Linked DNA regions of Danio rerio: region 2 is linked to region 1. Evidence: chromatin contacts called from public Micro-C data. All regions are on one chromosome and are shown on one strand. Each heading gives the region's core, a stretch centred on a gene start, on an enhancer-like site or on the middle of the called end of the contact. The rest is flanking DNA. Distances are from core to core; before and after follow the strand shown.

Region 1 (2,642 bases), core at 82-2,581:
GAAATGCTTGATTTTTAAAAAAGTGTTTTCAAGGTTTGAAAGGTGCTTGGAATTTAGACAAAGTGCTTGAAGCTGCTTGAATTTGGAATTGCAGGGCTCGAAATTGCAACAGTTTTGGTTGCAAATGCACACCAAATTTTATCTACGCGAGCTCAAAATATATTTGGGAGCATTTGTGCGAGTGCATAAAATTGCTGCTGTGGGACCAGTTTTCATTGCAAAAATGTTCACCGCATGCACGTATTTAAGAAGGCATTCCCGCAAAATGCATATTTGCACTTAAAAACGCGAAACACAGCGCTCAAAAAAACAGTCGGCATATCAACTTGCTGCAGTAAACAAAGCCTGCAATGCCTGCTCCGCCTTAAAGCTCTTCTGATTGGCCCACTGCTCTTGAACTGAATGCGGATGAATTATTAAATATCAGCTGTCAATCACTCAGCCAATGCCTTACTTCAAATGACAAGGAGCTACAGCCACAAAAGTGTAAAGGTCTGGGAACATGAGAATGAAAATAACGCTGACAGATTTTATTTTAGAAACCACCTAAAGTTACTAATAACGGCCCATTTTACCCTTTTTTTCCTCAATAAATCTAAGTATTCAACAATTTAAGTTGAGATGTCATATTGTCATTTTTTTTTCAGTAGGGATCACATTAACCCCTGCTAAAAAATCCAGCTTAAACCAGCCTAGGCTGGTTGGCTGGTTTTAGCTGGTCGACCAGGCTGGTTTTAGAGGGGTTTTGGCCACTTCCAGGCTGGTTTCCAGCCATTTCCAGCCTGGTCTTAGCTGGTAAGGCTGGAAAATGACCAGCTAAATCCAGCTAAAACCAGCTTGACCAGCCTGGTTTAAGCTGGACATAGCTGGTTTTGGCTGGGCTTCCAGCCTGGCTAGGCTGGTCAAGCTGGTTTTAGCTGGATTTAGCTGGTCATTTTCCAGCCTGACCAGCTAAAACCAGGCTGGAAATGGCTGGAAATCAGCCTTGAAGTGGCCAAAACCCCTCTAAAACCAGCCTGGTTGACCAGCTAAAACCAGCCAACCAGCCTAGGCTGGTTTAAGCTGGATTTTTCAGCAGGGACATTGTTCACTACTAAAAAAAACAGTTAGCCTACCACTCAATACAGTACACAACACCTGTATACATAGCATTCCTTCACAGCCACCACTGACTCAAAAAGCTGCAACAAATAGGCACATCCAGCAGTCTTTACCATATATCCACCTGTCAAACGCTAATCAGCAGCAATCGCTAACCTGCCACACTAACCGCACCCCTCAGGTAAACATTAGCTTTAGCGTGATCATTATGAAGGGAGTCATTAGGATTTTGGCTGCCACACGCGTGGGTGGAAAGATGTAAAACAGGCTGCCACTGCTGCTTGGCTGGATCTACCACTATTGCTAAGCTAAACGCTAAATGCTAAATGGGACAGCAATGCAGTCTGAAATGCATCCAGCTCACTAGAGGAGCTAATGTTCTTCTACCTGTGAAGTTGGAGGTTGTTTTGGCTACACGTTGTTTGGTCCCACTGTATATTTGGTGGCCTTAACTATTATTTACTTGCATCAGAACATAAATACAATGCACTTACTGTGTTTATATTGTTCTGAGGTGGGATTTGGGTAGGGTTAGGGACAGATTTGGTGGTATGGGTAGGTTTGAGGGTGGGTTAAGGTGTAAGGGATGCTCAGCAGTGTAATCAAAGATGTAATTACATGCAGGTATTTAATCAATCATAAGCACAACGTAAAAATGTGTATGTACACAATAAGTATGTTGTAAGAAATTATTAATTTCAGTGTAATTACATATTAATTAAGGCCAGCTAATATTAAGTATATACGTTTTAGTGTAACTCCATTTAATGACTGAGTAATATTAATTATTTACGTGTAAGGTTGGGGCTAATTATGGTTGGGGTTAAAATGTGGGTTAGGGTTAGTTAGACGTAACTATTCATAATAAATCATTGTAACTACTATAGTATGTGCTTAGAACATGTGTTACCTTAAATTAAAGTGTTACCGGTTGTTTTTAGTCGGCGTCTGAAATCCCAGAACCTGAGTAGGTGCTTATTTTGATTGCTAAAATAGGTTTTATATGCATGTAGCATGAATGCAATTGTCTTTGTTACATTCACTATGTTGTATCATTGACACAGTGAGCTGTTTTTCTAGTTGAGGCAGTGATTTTCAATCCCTTTAGTCCCTCAAGGACATGTTCTGACAACAGATTCAGGTCAAGCACAGTCAAGGTTGGAGGTCAGAGATTCATTTCACTGACACAGAGCAGATATTAAGCATTACATTTGCTTGCTATTAGAGCTGCATGACACTGGAAAAAACTGATATTGCGATATTTTGTTTTTCTGCAATATATATAATGTGTTTTTAATTTGAAACGAACATTACAGAGCGTTATGACACTGTTCCTTTTCGCTCTCACCAGCTGACCGCTGACCGATTTACGAATTATTTGAATTTACGAATTGGGTTTGTGTTTTTACGAATGCGGTTTGAATTTATGAATTGTGTTTTGGTATTTACAAATCACATTTTAAATTTACGAATTGTGTTTTGGGCATTTACGAATTGCGTTTTTAATGTACAAATAGAATAAAAAATTTTTACGAATTGCG
Region 2 (2,642 bases), core at 53-2,552, 140 kb after region 1:
GATCAGGGGCGTTCAGTACTTCAGAAATTGAAAGGATGGAGTTTGGGATCTTGATAGCTGACAAAACATTAATATGAATTCATTTGTCATTTAAGGTGAGGAAAAAAATGCAGCACAAAGCATTTTGCCAACTACGATATGATCCTGGATTAATATTTATGTTGATCCTGGAACATCGTTTATGTTTGAAAATGTAATCCATACCTAAACCCTACTCCTAAACACAACCATAGCTGTAAATGATTCCACCGAACACCACAAAACAGTCCGAGTTTTTTTTATTTATCCATATTTTTATCAAGTAAAGTTAATTTACTATTACATTCAAAAGTCCCTTAAGTGACTGTCGGAAATCAAGATCTGGCTGCAACAACATATTTGTGACCCTGGACCACAAAAACTCTCATTATTATTATTATTATTATTATTATTATTATTATTATTATTATTATTATTATTTTATTATTATTATTATATATAATATTATTATTTTATTTTTATTATTTTATTATATATATATATATATATATATATATATATATATATATATATATATATATATATATATATATATATATATATATATATTGTTATTATTATTATTATTATTATTATTATTAATAATAATAATAATAATAATAATAATAATAATAATAATAATAATATGGGTCAAAATTCTAGGTTATGTTTCTATTATGCTAAAAATCATTCAAATATTAAATAAATATCCTGTTTTATTTTGATATTTGCAAATGTCCTAGTCTAAATATATAGAAATGTTTCATTATTAATGTGCATTTCTAAGCATTTTTTTTACACTTTAAATTAAATTTTTCATTATTTAGATTTTTTTTAACCCTCAGATTCCAAATTGTATTACACACATCAATGAAAGCTTTTGGAGTGATGTATGAATCTCAATGTTAATAAAAAAGACCTTTATGGCTGGTTTTGTGGTCCAGGGTCACAAACATGTTGTTGCTACCAGATCTTGATTACTGACATTCACACTGCAAAATTAACTTTACTTAATATAAATATTGATAAATAACAATTTTGTGTCTTTTTTTAGGAGTTCAAGAGTTCATTTAAAGTATTTTTGTTTCTATTAATATCTTTCTTTCTTTGGCATACACAAAATATGCTGATGAAAGTACCTTTACCAACATTTTCTGAGCACTTTTATCATTACATCTGTTCAGTACATACGTGACAAATCCTGTGTGAGATGTGTGTGTACAGTATGTTTGTGTTTAAGCATCTGTATGTCTCTTGGGAAGGCACTGCCACCTCATGGCTATTTCTGGCAATAGCCATACTCTTTAAGGGATAGTTTCACCAAAACTATTTTTTACTTCCTTATCTTGTTCAAAGCCTATTTGAGTTTCTTTCTGTTTGAACACAAAAGTGATTTTGAAGAAGGTTGCTGGTCCTAATATGGAAGTGAATAGGTGCCAGCAGCAACTAGCATTCCTCAAAATATCTTTCGTGTTGAACAGAAGAAAAAACTCATAGTAGTTTAAAACCACCCGAGGGAAAGTAATTGGCAGGGTACATTTCAATTTGGGGAGTATTGTCCCTTTAATTTACTGAAATCTTAAATTGTCAAAAGCCTTAAAGTCAAATTTATGACAAAGTTGAAATTACGAAATAAAAAGTCAATTTACAAAGAAACTTTCTCATGATATTGACACATTTTCTTATAATAATAACTTATTTTCTCATAATAATGACACATTTTCTCATAATAAGAACTTATTTTCTCATAATAATGACACATTTTCTCATAATAATGACACATTTTCTCATAATAATAACTTATTTTCTCATAATAATGACACATTTTCTCATAATAATAACTTATTTTCTCATAATAATGACACATTTTCTCATAATAATGACACATTTTCTCATAATAATAACTTATTTTCTCATAATAATAACTTTTATTCTCATAATAATGACAAATTTTCTTATAATAATAACTTATTTTCTCATAATAATGACACATTTTCTCATAACAATAACTTATATTCTCATAATAATGACACATTTCCTCATAATAAGAACTTATTTTTTCATGATAATGACACATCTTCTCATATAATAACTTATTTTCTCAAATAATACCTTATTTTCTCATAATAATGACAATTTTTCTCATGATAACTTATTTTCTCATATTAAAAACTTTTATTCTCATAATAATAAAATTTATTTTTCATAATACTAACTTATTTTCTTACAATAATGACTTATTTTCTCATAATAATAACTTATTTTCTTATAAAAAAATAACTTATTTTCTCATATTAATGACATATTTTCTTATAATAATAACCTTTTTTCTCATAATAATGACTTTTCTCATAATGACACATTTTCTCATAATAATAACTTATTTTCTTATAATAATAACCTTTTTTCTCATAATAATAACTTATTTTCTCATAATAATGACTTATTTTCTCATAATAAAACATGTTCTCATAATAAAAAACTTATTTTCTTATAATAATAACTTATTTTTCTCATAATAATGACACATTTTCTCATAATAATACCTTATTTTCTTATAATAATAACAACCTTTTTTTCTCATAATAATGACATATTTTCTCATAATAATACCTTATTTTCTA

What was found. A called contact is a pair of places that touch in the nucleus more often than the background predicts.
Region 2: a contact with region 1 is called in a Micro-C map of caudal fin, with 3 times the contacts expected there. The contact joins two enhancer-like sites. A contact is called at or near these places in 1 of 18 Hi-C or Micro-C datasets (caudal fin) and 1 of 4 datasets of contacts at active chromatin or transcription factors (caudal fin).

Annotation. Positions count from the first base shown.
Region 1 is chr2:3,388,185-3,390,826 of GRCz12tu, forward strand. All of the region lies in intron 1 of wnt9a (wingless-type MMTV integration site family, member 9A), which reads left to right. Among named protein-coding and RNA genes, the nearest start is that of wnt9a, 23 kb to the left of the region's middle. Within about 2 kb of position 1,332, at least 1 of the 62 cell types and tissues checked has an H3K27ac peak or open chromatin away from gene starts, as enhancers often do. A contact at or near this core is called in caudal fin, where this site is marked.
Region 2 is chr2:3,523,314-3,525,955 of GRCz12tu, forward strand. No RefSeq gene overlaps it. Among named protein-coding and RNA genes, the nearest start is that of snap47, 47 kb to the right of the region's middle. Within about 2 kb of position 1,303, at least 1 of the 62 cell types and tissues checked has an H3K27ac peak or open chromatin away from gene starts, as enhancers often do. A contact at or near this core is called in caudal fin, where this site is marked.